2 separate regions of the Sus scrofa genome follow, and region 1 is linked to region 2. The links are chromatin contacts, called in public HiChIP or PLAC-seq maps. All regions are on one chromosome and are shown on one strand. The core of a region is the stretch at or near the end of the contact, and the rest is flanking DNA. Distances in the headings are between cores, read along the strand shown.

Evidence for each region. HiChIP or PLAC-seq counts read pairs in DNA pulled down with a chosen protein or histone mark.
Region 1: an H3K27ac HiChIP or PLAC-seq map of skeletal muscle shows a contact between it and region 2, with 5 times the contacts expected there. The contact joins the promoter of NARS2 here to the promoter of ALG8 in region 2. A contact is called at or near these places in 2 of 2 datasets of contacts at active chromatin or transcription factors (alveolar macrophages and skeletal muscle).

Annotation. Positions count from the first base shown.
Region 1 is chr9:13,009,608-13,015,112 of Sscrofa11.1, forward strand. NARS2 (probable asparagine--tRNA ligase, mitochondrial) reads right to left here and starts at 1,290. Exons shown (of 14, transcript XR_002335551.1): 1 at 808-1,290.
Region 2 is chr9:12,529,080-12,534,609 of Sscrofa11.1, forward strand. ALG8 (probable dolichyl pyrophosphate Glc1Man9GlcNAc2 alpha-1,3-glucosyltransferase) reads right to left here and starts at 3,233. Exons shown (of 12, transcript XM_013979181.2): 1 at 3,082-3,233. The coding sequence starts at 3,231.

The sequences.
Region 1 (5,505 bases), core at 40-2,539, 480 kb after region 2:
ATTGCATCAGTGTGATTCAGCAACCTAATAAACCAAACCACCTTGTTTGGTCTGGTCCTTCTGTGTGGAGCTGCTGCAAATTATAGTATTAACAAAGAAATGAGAGCAGCTCGTCTTTACCGACTGTGGGACACTGTCCCAAATTTTTCTAACTAACTTTTCGGACTCTGTGAGACAGGGACTATGATCATTTCCATTCTCATAAGAGGAAAGTGAGGTTCAGAGCACATGAAGGGCCGTGCCCCAAACTGACAACCTACTAAACAGCAGAAATTTAAACCTAGGCAGCTTGACTCCAGATCTCCTTCGAACTGCTACACTCCACTCTTTCTCCTAATTTATTAAACAAAAGTTATACGCAAAGCCTCATTTTAGGCACTGAGGTGGTTAAAAGTTGACCTAAGAGGTCTGGTTTGGTTGAACAAATTTTTCTGTCAGCCATGTGTGAATACCAAGACAGGTAAGAAAAGGCTCCTGGTCTCAAGGGGCTACTTAAGTGTGAATACACATAAGGGACAAAGGAAAAGGGGCTCGTTCGTTTTTCTGCAAGATTAACAAGTCTACATATAATGCCGCGGTATCACGAAAGCCAAGTTCCAGCACTTTCCAAGTATCTAAACAGTTTTCCGAAAACTACCAAGCCAAGAAAAGGAGAAAAACGTGGACGCACGCACACGATTGCTTAGCTTTTCTAACTTTCCCCTGCCGGTCATTCTGTCCGACCCGACGGGACCAGGGAAGCCTGAACTCGGATGTGCCAAATCGGTCAACGAAAAGGACAAACCTACCCGCTTTCGACACACTAACCTGGACCTTAACGCGCTCCCCATTCACGTTCTGGGCACCGAGAGCGTCCCGCACGCTCAGTTTTGTTGAAGGTTTGTGCCTTGGGCAGGGAACGGAGGAACAGGAGCGCAGGGCTCGGAGGAGACACCGGGCCCCGAACATCGCGCGGCTGCCCAGGCCCTCCTCGTGACCTGCCCTGATGCAGGGAGCGTTCGGACGCAGCCCGCGGGGACCCTCTCCTCGCCCCTCTTCCGGGCCGCAGCAAGCCCTTAGGCGCTCGAGACCCCTTCCCCTTCAAGGGTCCCAGCTCGGTCCCCACGGAACCTCTGCTGCTTCCCGCTTCCCTAAAGGGCGGAACGGAGACAACACATTCAGCAGCAAACGCCAAAAACAAACCGCGCGCCTTGGGCACGCGGGACACCCCACAGACCCTCACAGATTCTAAACCCACGCCTGAGTAGCTGCAGAAAGAGGCGCGGCCCCCGCCCCTACGTCACCACGCCAAGGCCAACGTCATCACGCTGCCGGGAGGTTCAGAGGGAGCATGCGTACTCGTGACCCCAGTTAAAGAGGAGGCGGGGCGGAGGAAGGGAAGGGGTCGGGAGCTGAGATAGGGCGGAGCTAAGACACAAGAACCTTGCGTTGAAGGAACCGGATAGTCTACTGGGGGCTAGATCCGAGTGACTGATGCAGAAAGAAGGCGGCCAAGAGGAGACTCTTGATTGTTGAGAAGATTAGCGTGAGGGGATCAGTCTTTGCGAATTCTGAGAACAGAGAAAAACAAAGCACAGACCCTGGTAAAGTTACAGGTGGGTGGTACCAGACATCCAAACAGCTGAATAAATGGGGGATCAGTTCCCTGGCAGAGCCCAAGCGCAGTATGCCAAAGATAGCTCGCCGGAAAAGGTAGCGCTTTGACAGGTAAGAGTAAGTGAAGAGACCTTGGACAGACGAGTCAGAGAAGGCGGGACAGTGGAGGAGTGTTGGGCATTGCCTGCCAGAATCTTCAAGTCTCGCCCTCTCCTTTTTCCAACACATTTATCTGCATTTGTTTGACGTGGAAATGATGGCTTGTTCATGAATTAAGCCACCTTTCAAATGTATCCCCCCGAATAATTTTATTTCCTGTAACTCATGGATGAATTAGTTTTCTAATTAAAAGATAGAAGTAAGGACTACTTACTTATTATGCCATTTTGCAATTATGCCCTTTTTTTGTGAACTTAGGCACGATGAAGTTAAATGAATTGCTCAAGGATATACATTCTATAAGATTTAGACTCGGAAATCCTGGCTCCTTGCACTAAACTATTATGCTATCAGTGTCTCAAGGTGGGAAATAAAACCATGGTTCCTTCCATCAAGGAATTCATGGTCTTGACATGATGGAGACTAGCAAGAAAACAGAGAATTGTGATATAAACCAGTAAGTACCAATATGCATGTATGAGCCAAATGGAGAGGTGGCAAAGGAGATAATTAAGCTGAGTTTTGGAGGAAGATCAGAATTTTGTCAGATTGGGATGTAGAAAGAGTATTTCCTGCCAGAAGATGGGCAGGAAAGGTTTCCAGGAGGGCAGACAGCCTGGAAGAATTGTAAGACTATTCTCAAGACAGACTAGAAAATACCCCCCTAGTTCTTGGACACTTCTCAAACCTTGAGAGCAGAAACACGGAAACTTGCTGCCAAATGCCGTCAGAATTATGTGAGCTATATGCCTTAAAAAATGTTTGCCTTTGGTATTGTTTGCAAAATCTGAGAAGACAGTCTGAGACACATAGAAATAACGTAGTCTGGTTCAAATCTCCTCTTTGACTACCTTTCAAAGGGACCAAAAATAGTGACCAGCTGGCTCACTTCCTACCCAGGCCATTTGTCTGGCTAGCCTTTCTTTACCAAGTCCCCTTAGTATGCATCTTAAGAACTGTAGTACCAGTGTCAGAGAGGAAGGATCCTGACTTTTTTTTACCCTCTCTCCTTCCACTTGTTTAAGCCAAAGGGTTAATTATTTTCTCAGCAGGGGTACTGGCCAGTAGTATGATGAAAGCAAAGGAAACCTGTGGCTGAAACTGAAAATTAGGTATAGTTAATTAAAAACAGATATCATTGACTGAGTTCCTGTCGTGGTGGCGCAGCAGAAATGAATCTCACTAGGAACCATGAGGTTGCAGGCTCGATCCCTGGCCTTGCTCACTGGGTTGAGGATTCAGCATTGCTGTGAGCTGAGGTGTGGGTCACAGACAAGGCTCCGATCTGTTGCTGTGGCTGTGACGTAGGCCGGCGCCAACAGCTCTGATTAGACCCCTAGCCTGGGAACCTCCATGTGCCGTGGATGCAGCCCTAAAAAGACAAAAAATAAAATAAAATAGATATCACTGACAGTTGGCTATAGCATTTATGTGTCTGATGCTAAGTTCAAGACACTGTATCTGGTGCTCTGTCAAATCATATCATCTTACTTTTATTTTCAGTGCTAGAGTGACACTTCCCCTTTTAGATTCATCCTCTTCCGGACAGTAGCCAGAGTGGTCTTTCTAAGAAGAATATATTACTAGGTCAGTAATAAATGACGGCTGGTGCCATAGGATCCTTAGTATGTGCCAGGATTACTATATTCATATTAATGTGTAAGGTTATATATCTGCACATAGTGACACACCTAATCCTCACAATAGCCCTGTGAAGTACGGTTAGTATCCTCACCCCCAGTTTCCAAAGAAGAAAACAAAGCTCAGAGAGGGTTCATGGTTTGTATGGGCGATTTGGCACCAGAGTTCATTCTCTTACCCCCTCATAAGCCCCAGTGATTAAACAATGCCTCGGCTGTTCTCCCGAGAGCATAAAGAGGACTTGCCTTCTTCAGCACACCTACCATGATCCATAGTGTTTCCTGAAGTGCCCTGGAGCGAGGAACAGAAGTGAAACATTCTTACAGTTACCTTTTAATACTGCAGGTGTGTGCAGTGAAAACTGTCAGCATTACTCGTCAGCTTGGGGGAGGGTTTTAATCACACCTGCAGCTTGACAGGTTCCAGCTACACTTGCAAAGCTTCAGGGCTTCTAAAAGGCAGGCATTATGCTGGCACCACATGCCATCATGGAGTACCACCCAGTGCTCAGGGTTTTCATTAGGCTTCATCTAGGTCATGACCTTGGAGCATAGAGGAACACCGTGCTTGATGAAGAAATTATAGAGATAACAGGTGAAGAAAAGCAAGAGATGAATATTGTAAAGCATCTTGAGTTTCTTTGAGGGAGCTAACAATGGAGACTAAACTTGAAAAATGCAAAGGTACACACACAGAGCAGAAAGAGTCACATTTGTGCTTTGCAAGTTTAAGAAAAGCACTTTGTAATCTAGAAGCAAAAGCAGACAAGTAAAGGGTCAATAAAGGAATAAGCATAGAAGAGCTGATAGCAACCACCTCAAATTTAGTTTCTGAGATAGATCCATGTAGCTCTCATTCATTCTTTTTACTACTCTATTGTATAAACTGCCATAATTTATCTGTTCTCATTCCTAGTCGGATTCGTTAACCACTGCGCCACAACGGGAACTCCCAGAGTCTTTCTTCTTAATCACTATGTGAATGCCAGAGAAGCAGAAATATTTGCTTTGTGATGATTCTAAATGCCCAAGAGTTCTGGCAAATTATATGATAATATTCTTCAGTAAAACATAGCATTTTTCATTAAACTAAAATTTTAAAAAAGATAAGTACCTAGGAGTTCCCGTTGTGGCGCAGTGGTTAACGAATCCGACTAGGAACCATGGGGTTGCGGGTTCGGTCCCTGCCCTTGCTCAGTGGGTTAACGATCCGGCGTTGCCGTGAGCTGTGGTGTAGGTTGCAGACGCGGCTCGGATCCTGCGTTGCTGTGGCTCTGGCGTAGGCCGGTGGCTACAGCTCCGATTGGACCCCTAGCCTGGGAACCTCCATATGCCGTGGGAGCGGCCCAAGAAATAGCAAAAAAGACCAAAAAAAAAAAAAAAAAAAAAAAAAGATAAGTACTTGGATTTAATTGAACTGTTCTAGCAAAGAAATATATTCTGTTATTTCGATGTAGTATTTTGATAATTTAAAATCTGCAGGAAGTGAGATATTTTAATTTCTTGAGTGGTCATCAAACACTCCTACCACCCGGTAGTGGCATATATATATATATTGCAACGAGAGATATTTTTATAAGCAAATAAATCTCCTTTGAGAGCCGAATCTGTACAAGACAGCTCTGAGGTGGTGGCTATGAAGCAGAAGTCTCATCTTCTAAAAAAAATATCCAGACCACAATGTGCTGCATTATAAGAGGAAGGTATGATGGAGATTTGGTAGAGAATTTATAAACCATCTCTTCACAGAAATATGTTATCCTTCTCAAACTCTTGGGAAAAAATAGAAAAGGAGGGGATACTTCCAAACTCATTTTATGAAGTCAGCTTACCTTGATACCGTAACTAGACAAGAAGAGACAATTATAGGTTAATATCTTTGATGAACATAGATGCAAAAATACTCAACAAAATACTAGCAAAACAAATTCAACAATACAGTAAAAGTATCATATCATGATCAAGTGGGATTTATCAGTGGGTGGTAGTATTAATCAACATATGCAAATCAATCAATGTGACTGCATTAAGAAACAAAGGATAAAAATCATATGATCTCAATGGATGCAGAAAAAGCACTTGACAATATTCAGCATCCATTCATGATAAA
Region 2 (5,530 bases), core at 1,983-4,482:
TTGAATTAACCACTCACCAGTCAACAATGAGTTCCTGATTTACACTTTCATACATTCCCACAGTGACAACTCTGTTGTGAGTTTCCTAGCCAACCCCCATCATACTTCTTTCATGGGTTCCCATAAATATCCATCAAATAAATGTTGATATTCCTTTAGATTCAGTTCTTGGTCTTTCTTCTTCTTTTTTTTTAATGCAGCTTACTCTGCTCTGGACAACCTTATTCACATTCATTCCTTCCACTATCAACCATGTAACAACGACTCTGAAATCACAATATATAACCTTGGTCTCTTTCCTGAGTTCTAGAGAGACATCCTCAACTTCTTGCTGACTAAATCACCTGAATTTCCGATAGATTTCTCAAAATCACATTCACACCTGATCTTAATAACTAGCAATTCAATTTTTAGGTATATACTTGTAAGGGAGCAAAATCTGGCCACCCAAAATGTGTCCCCTGGCTTAAGGATTGACTTAAGCTGATTATTTTGAAGAAACAGAAGACTCAGTAAGTTTTTCTTTTTACTTCCCTCTTAGTTGTCTAAATGTTCATATAAAAGGCTTGGTCCTGGAATGGAGCGATCACCAGAGTTACCTGCAAAGAATATGGGCTGGGTGTGGCGGCGGAAACTCATCAGAACCTAGAGATCAGACTCCACTCTGTGCCCCACTATCTCTGCATGGCCCAGCAAACATCTGTTTACCCAACATTTGCTTTTCCAACTTTATATGAATTGTCTTCCTATCTTTTGAAGTCCCCAAAACTACCACCTTCAACATTCTCTTCTGTCTTTAGCAGAAGATGCTATTTATGGTGAGGGTGTCAGTTACTTGGTAAGTTGCTCTGTTTTCCTGGGTCTCTCCCATATACATGTTATTAAACTTTTGCTTGATTTTTCTCGTGTTAATCTGTCTCATGTCAACTTAATTCTTAGACCGGCCAGAAAAATCTGGATAGAGAGGTGGAGGAAAATTTCTTCCTCCCCAACATTCTCAATAGAAATGCATACATAATATGTTGCACCAAAAACATGTACTGGGTGTGTCTTCAGGCCTCCAACGATATGTCTGAGACCTTTCCAGATACCCAATCTAAATTAAGTCGCCCTTGTCAGTCCCCTTATAGGATCCCATTCTTCCCCTTCATGACACTTAACACAAGCATTGTTATGTAATTACATATTTATGTAGATTTGCTCCCTTACTAAACTATACCCTTAAAGGGTTAGGGATCGTTGCTATTTTGTTCTCTCCTCCAGCACCTGGCCATTGTACCGGGTTCATAATAAAGCAGTTAGTAAACATTTTGGTGAATATTTTTGCTTTTATCCTGTAGCTCCCTCTTATTTCCTGTTTGAGAAGCAAAGCATTAGCTATAACTCTATATATTCTTTTATTTATTTATTTTTTGGCCACACCTGCAGCATGTGGAAGTTCCTGGGCCAGGGTAAACCCCGGGCCGCAGACGCGACCTGTGCCACAGCTGCACCAACATCAGATCCTTAACCCACTGTGCCACAAGGGAACTTCAAATTATGTACATTCTTAATCCTGGACCAAGAGCAGTATTCAACCCTGAAGACACATTTCTAGGCTGACGAAAGTAAAGCAAGGAAAATCACATATGCACAATTTAAAAAAAAATCCCTTTCATTCTGATGTGAAAGGAATATTCTACATTTTAGAAGGATTTTTCCAGTTTGCTTTTAAAAGGAAAGATGTTTCTTACTTGTTTTCAGTTCTAAGAAAGTTGAATTTACCGATCCCTTCTTTTCCCAACTCCCTATAAATCATTTTGCTGAACCTACATACACAATTCATGCTTACATACATAACAGTTCATGCTTACATACATAACAAGAGATGAGCAAGAACTTGAACCAAAGGATACTAAACTTTAAACTGGGAAGGGGAGTTGGGAGACCCATAGGTAAGGGAGAAAAGGAATAAGGGGAAAAGTCAAGGGAGAAGAATTAGGATAAACAGAAGGTGGAAGCTTGTTTTTTGTTGTTGTTTTTTTGCTTTTTAGGGCTGCACCCGCGGCATATGGAAGTTCCCAGACTAGGGGTCAAATCGGAGGTGCAGCTGCCTGCCTACACCACAGTCACGTGGGATCTGAGCCGGCTGCAACCTACACCACAGCTCACAGCAACGCTGGATCCCCAACCCAGTGAGCGAGGCCAGAAATCGAACCCACATCCTCATGAATACTAGTCAGATTCAGCCGCAGCCGGGAACTCCGGAAGACAATATGAATAACATTAATAAATACCGAGTCCCCACTGCATACACATTACCACTTGGTGGTTGTTTCCTAATGGGTTTCCATGCCTTCAGTCTTGGTTCTGCATCCACTGTCACACAGCGGTCTAACCTTGTGTGTCTTGGCCACTGGCTACCTCATCCTATGCAACTCTTCTTCTCCCTTAACTGCTGTTCACCCACAATGGTCACTTTCTGTTCCTAGAATGCTCTGAGTTCCTTCCCATTACAGGGCGTTTACGCTTACTCTTTCCTCAACCTGAACTGCTCTTCTCATAGCTGATGCTGTTTCATCCTTTGGAGTTCAACTCAAACATCACCTCCTAAAAGAGGCGAGTAAAGCGTTGCCCAGTAGTCACTCTACGTCTTTCACAGACCTCATCTCGTTCTGAAACTCCTGTTTGTCTAACGTCCCCACCAACTACACCGAGGGTAAGGACCGGATACGCCTTTCTCAAATGTCTCTCCAAGTCTCAGAACAGTGCCTAGCAGAGGAGGTAGCTGATGAATACGGTACTGGATGAATGAAAGCGGGAGGCCGGAGTTGTTCATCTGCATATTAAAGATGAGGACCTTGGAACCCGGAAACATTAGACAGTGCCAGCCCTGACTCCAGCCATCCAGGGCTACGATCTAGTGCTCTGGTGAAATAATAATCAAAGGGCGGAGGGGGAAGCATAGCAAAGGCAGAGCAGCGACTACACAACTTCAAGTTCCTTTTCCTCCCCTCACCCAGGGGCATCCACGCTCCTTTCTCCCGCCCTGACCGACCGCGGGGCCTCCCCGCCCAGCCCCTGGCCGTGCGGGTCCCTTACTAGGTGGGGATGAGAAGGCACTTGAGCAGTGTCACCCCGAGCGCCAAAGCCGAAAACCAATTGCCACCACCAGTCGCACTTCTGAGCGCCGCCATTGCTACGGCGCCATTCGCTTTCAATCAACTTGACACGCCCCCTGCTGCCGCGCATGCGGGGACAGCGCTGGGAGGCGGCAGCCTGGCGCCGCGCGCATGCGCCCAGCCGCTCAGCCGCTCCGCCCGCGGGAGGCGGGAGCTGAGGCGTTTAAACCTCCCGCCCTCGGTCCTCTCACCGCCCCGCCTCCTTCCCGCCGGAGAGGTCTTCCCTGAGTCTGCGCGGTTTCTACGGCGACAAGTTAAGTTTCACGTGCCGCTTTTTTTTTGGTTCGGAAAGTTTCTTGGCGTTTTCCCTGGGCGTCGCTTTTGCTTGTTGTTGGGGTACCTCGGTGGGAGAAAACTGTATTTTCTAGAGACTTTCGGGTACTAACGGAGGGGTCAGAATTGTAATCCCGGAGTAACAGTAGGTAAAAAGTACCTGAGAATACTAGAGGCGCCTAGCATGGCCCCCTGAACCGGAGTATTAGCTCCAGGTGGAGAGTGGCGCGAGCAGAGATAGAGGTGAAAACTGTGCGCTTCTAGAACTCGGAGATAGGCTCTGTTGCACCACCTGCCTGGGGGAACCCACTGTGGAGGCAGCGCTTCTCACACTTCGTGTGCAGGTCACTTGGGGATCTTTTTAAAATTCGCATTCCCCTAGTTTTCCTTTTTGTAAGTAGGAAATAGAACTGGGGTCTGCTTCAGAGAGTGGTTGTGAGGATTAAATGAAGATGCTTGTAAATTGCTTGATACGATGTCAGGACCGAATAAATGTTCAGTACATGCTTCAGAGAAGTTAAAACCTTGCTGAACGATGAACAGCAGGTGGGAGACACTGTCCCTCTCCTCTTGGGGGTTTAGGCCTGCTTACAACTTCAGATGTCACCCACGTGAATGTGACACTCAAATTTATATCTCGAGCCCAAGCCCTGTCACCTCCAGACCCTTGTATCTAGCTGCCCACTCACCCTCTCTTAGATGTTTTAAAGGCACTTTGCATTAGTTCCCTAGGCTGCTGTAACAAATTACCACAATCTAAAAGCACAAGTTTAAAACAACACAAGTGTATTCTCTTACAGTTCTGGAGAGCAGAAGTCTAAAATCATCTCACCAGGCTAACAGTTGGTTCCTTCTGGAGGTTCTGAGGGGAGAATCTCTTTTCCTTTTCCGCTGTTAGAAGTGGACTGCATTCTTTGGCCCTTTCCTGGCATCACTCTAAATAACCTCTTGCTTCTGTTGTCACATCTGTTACTTTTCTAGAATCAAATCTCCCTTGCTTCCCTCTTATAAGGAGACCTGTGAGTGCATCTAGAGCCCACCTGGATAATCCAAGATAATCTCCCCATCTCCGAATATTTAACTTAATCACATCTGCAAAGTCCTTTTTGCCATAGAAGGTAATATTCACAGGTTCCAGGGTTTAGGACACAAATACCTTTGGAGGCTGTTGTTCAGTGTACCACACACCTCAAACTCAGAATGTCCAAAACTGAATTTATGAACTTTCAGTAGTATCCATTCAGGAAATAGCACCGACCATTTAAGCTGTTCAGCTCCTCTGGCCCATACTTGAAAACTCACTGTGAATTTACTAACTCAATACTCACTCCCAATCCCCTTCTCCCTTTTCTGTTTCCTCTAAAGAGTCTAGAAAAGTTAAATAGTTGATCTTAACTGGCAGCTAGGTATGCCTTAATGACACAGTTCTGTCTAGTAGGACTTAAAGCAGGAGTCTGCTGAGGGGAGGGTTTCTGGGAAAGGCTTTCCTTTCCTGATGAAAGAGACAGTGGCCCCTTTTTTCATTCTTCCTGCCTTGGACTTGGTCATGAGGCATGGAGCTGGACTCGGCTGTGAGGAAAAGGCACATCATGCTAGCCTTGACATCACTGAGCTGCTGAACAAATCCCTCCTACTCCCAGAATTCTTTCTTTCTTTTTTTTTTTTTTTTTTTTTTTTTTTTTTGCTTTTTAGGGCCACACCTGCGGCAGGTGGAGGTTCCCAGGCTAGGGGTCGAATCTGGGCTACAGCTGCTGGCCTATACCACAGCCACAGCAACGCAGGATCTGAACCATGTCTGTGACGAACAGCGCACTCACAGAAACGCCAGATCCTTAACCCACTGAGCGAGGCCAGGGATTGAACCCGCAACCTCGTGGTTCCTAGTTGGACTCATTTCTGACGGGAACTCTCAGAATTCTTATATCTTTGGGAATTTCTTGTTATTTGGGGAAACACACATACACCGTCTTTATGTGTTTGAGCCAGTGTTGGTCAGATCGTCTGCTTCTGCCTCCTAAACTGTTTCTAATGGCTATTGCCAAGTCCTGTCAGTTTGACTTCATTGATCCTCTCCGTTCATCTACTCTTCATACCCC